Linked DNA regions of Mus musculus: region 1 is linked to region 2. The links are chromatin contacts, called in public HiChIP or PLAC-seq maps. All regions are on one chromosome and are shown on one strand. Each heading gives the region's core, a stretch centred on a gene start, on an enhancer-like site or on the middle of the called end of the contact. The rest is flanking DNA. Distances are from core to core; before and after follow the strand shown.

The links. HiChIP or PLAC-seq counts read pairs in DNA pulled down with a chosen protein or histone mark.
Region 1: an H3K27ac HiChIP or PLAC-seq map of embryonic stem cells shows a contact between it and region 2, with 6 read pairs. The contact joins two enhancer-like sites. A contact is called at or near these places in 1 of 15 datasets of contacts at CTCF or cohesin (pro-B cells), 11 of 484 Hi-C or Micro-C datasets (the AML12 cell line, the G1E-ER4 cell line, the HL-1 cell line and 8 more), 1 of 115 datasets of contacts at active chromatin or transcription factors (embryonic stem cells) and 2 of 9 other capture datasets (adipose tissue and pancreatic islet).

The regions. Positions count from the first base shown.
Region 1 is chr1:151,468,231-151,474,381 of GRCm38.p6, forward strand. It overlaps Rnf2 (ring finger protein 2), which reads right to left. Exons shown (of 7, transcript NM_011277.3): 5 at 4,842-5,114; 6 at 3,408-3,579; 7 at 1,168-3,187. The coding sequence ends at 3,086. Among named protein-coding and RNA genes, the nearest start is that of Mir7682, 29 kb to the left of the region's middle. Within about 2 kb of position 4,376, at least 7 of the 459 cell types and tissues checked have an H3K27ac peak or open chromatin away from gene starts, as enhancers often do. A contact at or near this core is called in embryonic stem cells, where this site is marked.
Region 2 is chr1:151,542,036-151,547,584 of GRCm38.p6, forward strand. No RefSeq gene overlaps it. Among named protein-coding and RNA genes, the nearest start is that of Niban1, 27 kb to the right of the region's middle. Within about 2 kb of position 3,721, at least 10 of the 459 cell types and tissues checked have an H3K27ac peak or open chromatin away from gene starts, as enhancers often do. A contact at or near this core is called in embryonic stem cells, where this site is marked.

The DNA.
Region 1 (6,151 bases), core at 3,126-5,625, 73 kb before region 2:
ACCTTATGCTCACACCGAGCAGTTGGTTTCCGTAGCTATCACTGGGAGACCACTTATTTTGAAAGTGGAATAAAGTAAGGAATGACTATGTAAATGCTCTTGATAATGTTCTTGAATGTTCTTAAAACTGTCAGAAGCCTTTGGTTAACTCTAGGTCTTGGAAGAAATTCTGGAACCTTTTTCCTCCAGGCAACTTGTGGCCTTTGCATAGACAAATAGACCAGTGTACTCACTCACATACACTTACACTTAACTCCCTAGAAAACTGTGGCTTTTGTACACACAGAGATACAGATCTGAGTGCTTGCTCACATACAGTTTGTCAACATGACACACACTGGCATCATCAGTAAAGAAGAGACCTCTCCTGAGAACCCAACTCCAGAGTGGCCTGTTGGTGTGTTTGGAGAACATTTTCTTGATTAAATACTTATGGAGAGTCCAGCCACTATAGGTGATGTCAACCCTTAAGAGATGGTCCTGAGCTGTATAAAAACCCAAACTAGAAGCCAGGTATAGTGAAATATGCCTTTAATCTCAGCACTAGGAAGGCAGAGGCAGGTGAATCTCTGAGAGTTTGAGCCAGCCTGGTCTACATAATGAGTTCTAGGACATCCAGGGCTACACAGAGACCCTGTCTTAAAAGAGAGAGACAGAGACAGAGAGGGAGGGGGCACGGCTCAGTGGACCAGGTGATTGAGGGATGGGTGGGCAGAGGAGCTTATGTGGACTGAGTATTTAGTATGTACAGTTTCTATTTAGGAAGATGAAGTTTTAAAAGTACTTATAAAACTTCATCTTCCTAAATAGAATACCTAATACTTTAGGTATCATAAATGTAATTTCACTCCATGGGGGGAACATGTTAAAATGAGTGTTGTGGTTTGCTCTTAGCATACCATTACGCAGGAGACTGAGGCAGGAGAATAAGTTGAGCATCCATCCCAAGGACTGTCTGCTGCATCATATAGAGCCTTAGTCTTCTGTAGAAGCCCCCTCTTCTCTCTTTGCGCCATCAGTACTACTTACTGGCACGAATTTGGTACCAAGCTGGATTCCACTCCCAACGCGTGTACACACACACACACACACACACACACACACACACACACACACACACACACAATGTTCTACCAATTACCTATTTGGCAAAGGAGTACACATCTAATAACTTCACTAAATGATGCAAATAGTTTATGTGCTCCCATAGACAGATAAAAACACATACATTCTCTAAGCACAAAGCTTATAGTCACAAATAACTTTCTGCTTAGATAAAATTTCAATAACCACAAGGAGAATTTAATTATTTAATACAACCACTAATCTAATATGTCACCAATAAAGTCTAAGCAATCACATCACAAAACAAGAGTTATATTCAGCGAACATGCATTAATAATCTATACAACTTAACATTACCCCAGAAAAGGAATTGGATATAAAAGTTCGTATAATTTTTGGTGGTTTTCAAATCTTATGGCACAGATTACCAAAAAAACTGTAAAAACAGATTTCAAATATTTTCAGTAAAATGGTAAAAAATTGAATAAGCCTTTAAGTTTTCATAGTCGGCTCAAGATTAAAGCATCAAGCTGGCCCCAATCTGTCTAAACTGACAGATAAATAGTTAAAATGACTGACACTTTAGTTACAATGGTACCGGAAGTCTCTTCCTTCTATCAAAACCCCTTTGGGTTAAATTTTTCAATGCAAACATGTCTTTGTAAATACTGTGAGAATTTAAACTTAGAGACATATGTAGCATCGGGACAGAAATGAAATCTAAGACATTAAGTCTGACTGGTCAGCAGAAAGTCTTGTGGTTCCCAGACTACCAACACTTTCTCAATACAAAACTAAGGCTTCTGAATGGCTGCCCAACCTGCTGACATCCTTCTACAGAGCTGTCCCATTCTATGTCAATGCAATGTTCACACTCCATTAACCTGTTTCTACAGAGTGTAATTTAGCAGAGCACTAAATTTATAAACACATGGTAACTCAGAATGCAAAGAACTCTTCAAACAAAACCTTTCTTTTCTATTTTTAACTGTGTCATGTTATTCTTGAATTAATAAGAAAAGAAATGAGGGGAAGCTTTGAACATATCTTGTACTTTTCATCAAGGCTAAAGTGCAAAATATCTCCATAATCTCTGGTATTTTAATAGAGAAAAGCATCAAACATACATAATAAAGGGACAGTAAACTCTCAAATGTACAGAGGAATACACATATTTTCACCATCTTAAACTTCTCTTTCTTCAGTGAAACCTGTAAATGAACCACGTTCTCAAAGAACTTTATTCGACTTTTCCCCGTGACCTGAAATTCTAAACTTATAGTGGAAACACATGACAAAAACAAAACATTGCATGACAATGGACACCAAGTTCATAAAGAACCTCCTTTAAATGAGATATTATGTAAGAAAATACCATGAAAATAATAATCCTATGAGAATTGTTTTAAGCACAGTAATTTGAGCCTTGGTCTTCATGAAGATATTACAGTTTGTATAGAAAACTATAAATATACAAGACTTCAAGGGGAAAACATCAGAATACATATTGTCTAACATTCTTTAAGCTAAAAAACTTTTGAAAGGGGAAAAGATGGCTGATGGCCAACTGAATCTTAAGCCAGGCAGAATCCCAGTACTTGGGCAGGAGCATTACTCCAAAGTCAAGGCCAGCCTGTTCTACTCAGCAAGTTCCAGGCTAGCCAGGGCTTTATAATAATGAGACACTGTCTGAAAATATCAAAAAATGGAAGGAAAAAATAAAGAATACAGAACTACAAAAAACTCCTAGTTCAAAGTCTCCTCCCCAGAGGAACCCCGTTTTCTGTAAGCAACAACTTAGAGCGTCTATGGAGGGAGTGGGAGCTCTGAATCACAGAGTCCTTTCCACAAAGTACTGTCTTTAAATTAAGGAGACGGTAATCTAATAGTGTAAACAAGTCTGGCTCAGAAAGAAAACTGAACATATCCCAGGTCTGTCCATGAAAGTAACAATGGTACATCTTTAATAGTAAAGGAATAGACTATAAAAAGTTCAGTCTTAGAATTGACTTTTAAAAGCTCATTTGTGCTCCTTGGTGGGTGCATAATAAAGTTCCATGGGTTTGTTCACTTTCCAGTATTTCTCACTGACCAATTCCAAAGAAAAGGAGCCATTTAAAACCTAAAACAAAAAGAGGCAAGATTATGAAAATGCATGGTGCTCAGTAACAGTGAGACTAAATAAACAAAAGGCCACAGGATCCCGTGCACAGCAGGAGAGATAAAGGGCATCACGGAGTCATTAATCTGCGGCTTTGCTTCGTGGGCCTCAGGGCTCCCCCCCTACCAGACCCACCCAGACCACTAGCCAAGGAGCTCAACAGGCATTGACAAATACTCACGGTGAACTGGCCACTGGCTGTGGCTATGTAAATGGTGTACTGCTTCTCACTGGCTGTATCCAGGTTCATCTGGTTTGATTCTCCTTTGCTTCGAAGTTCTTCTAAAGCTAACCTCACAGCCAGATACTTGGATAAGTGATCAACAGTGGCATTGCCTGAAGTCTTTATGTATCTAAAAGAATAATGCATCGAACATTTCATTTGTAGAGTATATGAAGTTCCTAAATCATGGAGCCAAAAAAACTATACAAAACATGTATGTTCCAATTATTGAAAATAAATAGAAATTAACTGCTCTATAATAAGCAAAGGCAGGTGATGAACACTCACATTCTATATATAATACATGGTACAAAGCAACAAAAATCAAACCAATAAACAATGTACTTACAAAAATTAGCAAACCTTTCAACCTTAATTACTAGAAAAATTACTGCAAAGACAGAAGTATTAAGAATAAGAGCAAATAAATAAAAAAAAAAAAAAAAAAAGGGGCTGGTGAGATGGCTCAGTGGGTAAGAGCACCCGACTGCTCTTCCGAAGGTCCAGAGTTCAAATCCCAGCAACCACATGGTGGCTCACAACCATCCGTAACAAGATCTGACTCCCTCTTCTGGTGTGTCTGAAGACAGCTACAGTGTACTTACATAAAATAATAAATAAATCTTTAAAAAAAAAAAAAAAAAAAGAATAAGAGCAAATTGTTTGTCTTAAGAATTAACATTTCAGCCGGGCGTGGTGGCACACGCCTTTAGTCCCAGCACTCGGGAGGCAGAGGCAGGCAGATTTCTGAGTTCGAGGCCAGCCTGGTCTACAGAGTGAGTTCCAGGACAGCCACGGCTACACAGAGAAACCCTGTCTCGAAAAAAACAAAACAAACAAAACAAAAGAATTAACATTTCAGCCGGGCGTGGTAGCTCACGCCTTTAATCCCTGTACTGGAGAGGCAGAGTTCAAAGCCAGCCTAATCTATAGAGTGAGTTGCAGGACAGCCATAGCCTCACAAAGAAACCTGTCTTGAAAAGCCCCCTCACCCAAGGAAGAATTAACACGAGAAGTACTAATCTTAGGATGTTTGTAAGCATGGTGGACTACTCAATCACTCACTCAACAAATATCTGATGTCTAGCTGCACTCCTGACAGGCACGACAGACAGGTGTGGAAGTCCACCCTTGCCAGTATGAAAGTCAGAGTTTTTCTTCATCACCTGTGAGGTTTGCTCCCCTGTGAAGAGCAACTTTTCATGGAAAGAATATAAGGAGGGAGGAAGGGAGGGAGGGAGAGAGGGAAAACAAACAAGTAATCTAGGCAGTAGTTAGTACATTCAGACTGAATTCTAAAGCTAGGATGCAAGTACTGACTTCATTTCATACACAGACCGTTCTCTGAAACCTTGTGCAACCATGTGACCTGGAAGCAGCGCCCACGCTTACCTTGTCTGTGCGCTGTCGTCCTTTTCCATAAGAGTTGGATGGGGCCTGAAGACTAACTCAATCTCACTGGCACCGTCCATGACTGGATCAATCGCCACTGCTGCATTGTTGTTATCAAGTTCAAGCCCAGAGTCATCAGAGGTTTTGGTCCGTTTGTTACTCGGGCCCGCTTCCTGGTTGCTGTGTGTGGATGCGTTACTACAGTGGGAGCTGTCACCATTATCTTCTGCTCCACTACCATTTTCTATCTGCTGCTTTTTGCCTCGCTGTAATCTAATTAAGGGGAAAGGAATAAAGTTTACATTATCTTTAAGGCGTCAAACTTGAAACCATTTTGTTTGTTTTTTAACTGTTATTTTAATTTTATGTGCACAGGTATTTGTGCCTATAGTACATCACGTGTACATAGTGCCTGAGAGACCAGAAGAGAGTGCTGGATTCCCAGAGAATGGAGTTACACGTAGTTGTGAGCTGCCATGTGAGCTGGGAATTGAACTTAGGTCCTCTGGAAGAGCAACCAATGCTCTTAACCACTGAGCCATCTCTCCAGCCCTGAACTTTAAAAAAAAAAAAGTATAAGAGAAAACTTGACGAGTAAATTTGGTGAAATACATTGTCACTGATTCCCACATGTCCTTCAGAGATCTAGAAGGCTCATCTTGGGAGGCAGAAGCAGCTGCAAGGTAAAGGCAAGCCTGATCTACAGAGCAAATTCCAGAATAGCCAGGGTTAGAGACTTGTCTCAAAAATAAAATTCAAAAAGTATTCACTTGGTAATTATTGAACAAACAAGGACTAAAAGACTAACGGACAAACACTATGAGATCTCACTTCTCTGAGATGTCAATTAGAAGGCAGGTAGTTAGCAGGAGCCAGGAGAAGAGTGAGACAGGAGTAGCAAGCTCTACTTAGAAATGAGTTCCTGTTTCACAAAATGAAAAAAAATTCTGCAAGTTGGTTGGGAAACTATTAAACATAAGTAAGCTAAATAAACTTTATTACTATATACACAGTTAACATACCTTGTTAGATATTTACTGTAATTTTAGAACACAGAAAGGCCCACATGAAGGAAAAACAACCAAAAGACAAATTCAATGTTCAATGGCAACACTGGACCATGTGAAGCTGAAGCAAAGCTAAGGCAACAGATTATGATGTCAGCAATTAAAGAATAATGTTCAGGTAAGAGTCGGGAAGTCACATCTTAGCAGGATGCACTGTCCTGATGGCAGGGTTTTACAATTAGCATATGAAGAGCAATGAACAAATTAAAATTGTGCCCGAATGTGGTGGCTTATGCTTGTAAT
Region 2 (5,549 bases), core at 2,471-4,970:
TCCAGGGATGGAATGCTACAGTTTGATTCTGAAACATGTTCCTAAATGCTCCATGTGTTAAAGGCTTTGTTGCCACCTGATGGGCTTTTGGGAAGTGAATGGATCTTAAAGGTCTAATCAATAGATTATTGACCCTTTGATAGATGCATAGTATGATGGCATTATTGGAAGGTGGGGACCAGTTGCAAGTAGTGGTTCACTAGTGTGTGGGTGTGGGAAGACACACTGGGTCTTTCGGCTCTTTGTATAGCTCTTTTTGCTTCCTGTCTGCCGGGTGGTGGGCAGCTATGCAGTACCATGCCCACCTCTCTGTGTGAGGCTCTTCCTTACCACAAGCCCACAAACAATTCTGACAAACAACCAGTACTAAAAGATACAAATCAGCATAATTCTTTCCTACTTTAAATTACTTCTCTTCGGTATCTGTTGTCCCACGGCTCCTGTACACTGTCCTCTGATCCCTTCCTTCAGAGGCACTCTCAGATTTCAGCCACCACAGAATAAATTATCTAGAAAGCCACAGAAATGGCCTTGAACAATATGTATTCTCAGTTTATCTTTTGGTTGCAACCAGTATGAGATTCATGGGATTGCACTATGTAATTAATTACATTTTTTTTACTGTGCAATATTTCTTTGTATAAATATATCACAGCTACTTTTAATGCATAATCCCATTGATGGATATTTGAATTTGCCTCTAGTTGTTAATACTTATTTATTTATTTAAAGATTAATTAATTAATTAATTAATATGTATATGAGTACACTGTAGCTGTACAGATGGTTGTGAGCCTTCATGTGGTTGTTGGGAATTGAATTTTTAGGACCTCTGCTCCCTCTGGTCAACTCTGCTCGCTCAGTCCCTGCTCTCGCTCCAGCCCAAAGATTTATTTATTACTATACATAAGTACACCTTAGCTGTCTTCATACATGCCAGAAGAGGGCATCAGATCTCATTATGGGTGGTTGTGAGCCACCATGTGGTAGGTGGAATTTGAACTCAGGACCTTCGGAAGAGTAGTCAGTGCTCTTACCCACTGAGTCATCTTGGCAGCCCCATGTATTTGTTTTTAAGAAGTATAGCTGTATTGCATACACTACAATAGGGCTGTAGGCTGGCTTGCAACTAGGGTTCCAATTGCTGTTTCTAGCTTTGATGATCAGAAATAAAGTTGCCATTGACATCTCTTCTCAAGTCTTTTTGTGGCTATGTATCTTCATTTCTTTGGGTAAATACTTTAGTTAATTAAAAAAACATTGCTTGCTATTATTGTGCGCATATAATGTGTTATCGTGTGTATATAATGTGCTGTGTGTGAGTGCAGTATGTCATGGCTCAGCAGACTTGGGTCCCAAGGCTTGGTGGCAAGTGCTTTTACCCACTGAGCCATCTTGCTAGGCTGGGAAAATGGTTAGGAAGAAAACTGCTGGCCATGGGGTGGATTTATAATGTGGTTTCATCACTTTAGATAATACCAACAGCTTGTAAGGATTCCACTTGCACCACACCCTCATAAGCATTTGTTGTTATTATTTTCCGTTTTAACCATTTTAGTAGGTGTGAAGTGGAACTTCACTGTGGCTTTAATTAGTGTTTCCCTAATGACTCAGAATATTTCTTAAGCATTGTTTTCTTAGTTTTAGTTGTGTGCATGTGCCTCTGTGTTGTTGTGTGCACCTGAGTGCTGATGACTTTTCAGAGACATCCCCTGGGGCTGCAGTTACAGGTGGAGGGAGCCACCCATCCACTGTGGGTTCTAGGGATTGAATCAGGGTTCTCTGCAAGGCTAGTATGTGCTCTTAATTGTTGAGAGGTATTTTTGACTTATAAGAGGCATACATACACACACACACACACACACACACACACACACACACACACACACACAAATTCTTGAGCTTTTTTTTATCTTTTCTTTTCCTTTCCTTTTTTTTTTTTTTTTTTTTTGCCAGAATAGCCCTGGCTGGCCTGGAACTTCCTATGTAGACCACACTAACCCTGTAATCATTAAAAAAAGAAAAAAGGAAAAAAAAAAAACCCTACCTGCCTCTGCCTACTAAGACATTGGGATTATAAGTATGTACCACCATGCCTGTCTATGAAAAGGTCAGCTCATGAAACCCTTGCACCTCCGGAAGGGAGAGGCTAATTAACATTTCTCCGACCACAGGGTGGGAACCGACCTGCGGGTGGGGACACATTCCGCAGGACTGACTGCTGCCCACCTTCAGACAAAGGAAGAAAGGAAGTCCTTGTCACCTCATTCCCTAGAGACTGATCAGTTTAAAGGTGCACTGTTCTGTCAATCATATTGTGCCTAGTTGCTGATGCTCTGTTCTGCCCCTGGAAACCATATAAAAACTCGTGGAATGGGTGCTGGGGGTTGCCACCTCTCCTTTGGGTCTGGGACAACCCCAATGCACTGGAACAATAAGTTCCTCTTGCTTTTTGCATCGATCCCAGCTCCACGTGGTTCACTCAGAGGGTCCCCGGTAAGCTAAGGCTCCCCGGAGTGGAGTCTTATGTCCGTCTATCCCTTGATTTCTAAGCAGTGTTTATTTATTTATTTATTTGTTTGTTTGTTTATCTATTTTTAAGAACAGTTTTAGGTTCACAACAAAATGAAGCTAAGGATGCTGGTCACCAGTACAGGCCCCACCTCATAAAAGCTCAGTCCTCACCACTTTTAAAGTCAGACACAAGAGAGACACACCCGATGAGTCTATGCTGCTATCTACAACTGAAAAGCAGAGCTCACTGGGCTTCCGTCTTCCTGTAGCCGGCTATCTGGGCCTAGAGAGAAGCACAATGGCAGTTGTATATCTTTCTTGGGCAGGGTTCCCTAGAGGAATAGAACTGGCAGAATGCTAAATAGATGTCTAGGTATTATGGCTATATAATAGAATGGCAGATGTACAGCTATCATAAAAGGAGATTTACTAGAATAGCTCATAGAACAGATACTCCGTATAACAATGGCGTCCTGTGCATTGGAGAAGCCGAGAACCCACTGACCACACAGTTTAGATGCCTCAGCAGCCCCAAGCTGACACTGAGGGCCTGGAAGATGCTGGAGAGCCATTATTCTTCCTTCCATCTCTGAAGGTGAGAGACTAGACCAACTCCATCTTGGGCTCAGGCTCCATCTTAGAGAAGCTGACCTAAGGTTGAATCACCAGGCCTACACCTAACACTCGTCTCCAGGTTACTCACTAACAAGCACTAACCAGGAGGAAAGCAGAAGTTACAGTTGTACCTAAGGATATTTGCCTGTGATGGTTAAGGTTTTTGCTCCAGCACCAACCAGTCATATTAAAGGGCAGCACATTCCATGATAGTCCCCCCAATCAAATGTGTGCCAAGCTGGATACCCTTGCTTGTTTGCTTGACTCTATAACTGCTTGCTTGAAACTGGGCTTAGGGTTTCACCCTCCCATCCTGATGCGTCAGTGACGAGGGTATGGCCTGAACTCGAGCTTGAGGAAAGACCCTTGTGCGATCGCATTGGAATTGGCTCTGTGGTGGTCTTTGGGGGCTCTCAAAAGGGGCACAACACAGGCAAACGCTGGAGTATGATGTTGGCAGAGCATGGCAGCAGAGCTTCAGGAAGAACGGATGGACTCACCATCAAGAGGCAGAACCAGGCCAGCGAGCAACAGTGCTACACTTTCCTGGGACTTCTTTATATGTGTGCCACCTGACACCCTCTGAAAGTGCCGCCCATTCTATGGGAGTGTCTCCTTGCCTCTGTTGATCCTTCCCGGGAGTGTCTTCACACCCCACCCAAAGGCTTGTCTCTCCTTGGTTTTCAGATGCATCAAGTGGACACTCAGGATTAACTGACACAATTCCTTCATGATAGCAAAGCGCTTTCATGTCCTAGGCATCCTTCGTGCTGTTTATTAATCTGGGTTTCCTCTTGAATTCCTGGAAGCCAGATTCTTACAGTCGCCATGCTTTTGCCTTTCCAGAACCATATAGCAAGTAGCCTTTAGAATGGCTTATTCCAGTGGGTACATCTTTTAAAAATCCCTACTTCTATGTGCACACATGTGAGTATGGGGAAAGCACATGCATGTGTGTAGGTCAGGGGACAACCTCTTGGCTGTCCGCCCTTCCGTCTTCCACCTTCCACCGTCCACCTTGCTTGAGACTAGCTAGGCTTTTGTTCACTTTCTGCTGGATAAGGCAGGCTAGCTGGACCACAGGCTACCAGGAATTCTGTCTCCCTGTCCCATTTCACTGTAAGAGCTCTGGGGTTGTAGATGAGTGCCCTAAATCACACCCAGCTTTACAGGGCTCCTGGGGATTCTGAGCTATGTCTTCATCCTTGTGTGGCAAACACTTTACCAGCAGAGCCACAGAATGCAACTTTTAAAAAAATATTTATTTATTTATTTGTTTGTTTGCTTATTTATTTATTTAATGTGAGTACACTGTCACTGTCTTCAGACACACCAGAAGAGGGCATCTGATCCCATTACAGATGGCTGTGAGCCACCATGTGGGTTCTGGGAATTAAACTCAGGACCTCTGGAAGAGCAGTCAGTGCTCTTAACTGCTGAGCCATCTCTCCAACCCAGCTTTTTTTTTTTTTTTTTAAATCAGGGTTCCAGGGATGAAAACAGTTATAAGGTTTGTACTATGGGCAGTTTTACCTGCTGAGCCCCTGCATCTTCTTTTTTTTTTTTTAGTCTTGAACAATCTTCTATCTGGATATTCTATGGTTTATCTATTGAAGGCAACTTTGGGTTTTTATTCATTTTGGAAATTGCCCAGTGTGGTGTGTGCATGTCTTTAATCCCAGCACTCTGGAAGGCAGAGGCAGTAGGATCTTTGTGAGTTGGAGACGTCTGGTCTACATAGCAAGTTTCAGCTATGGACAGCTAGGACTACATAAAGAGACTCTGTCTCAAAACAAAACAAGAATAAGTTTTTGTAATTGCCTACAAAGCTGTTGTAAATGTTTGTGGGCAGGTTTTTGTGTGAATGTATATTTTCTTTTCTGAAGTAGAAATTTAGGGTTCTTCTTTCTTCCTTCCTTTCTTTCTTTTTTTTAGAAAGTCAGTTGTGTTAAGATTGACTTGTGAAGGAATGTTTTAGTGAAATAGACATAGGTGAACAGATGTTTTGTTAAAGTAAACATGTGAAAGGACACGTGATGAAGGATTTTTTTGTTAATGACATATATGTATTGGTCTGTCTTATATTGTATAGTTGGGTTTTATAAGTCAGGGCTCTATAGAGATAAACGTGTCAAAAAATTTGGTGGTGTGTTTGTGGCTTTTTGTCACTTTGATGGAATTGAATTGACTGACAGAGTGATGTTAGCTGAGACAGACATATGTGTTGAGGCAAGACATGTGTTGAGTCAAGACCTGTGGAGAAGAACATGTGATGTTTGGAGGGATTATAAATAGAACTCTACCGGCAATGGAGGAGACTGAGTTAGGCTTGTTGGTAGGGTAAGTTGTATAATGTTTGTTGGTCTTTTGCTTTGTTAATCTGTACAGTTGAGAACTTTTTCTTGACATTATTGTTGGCC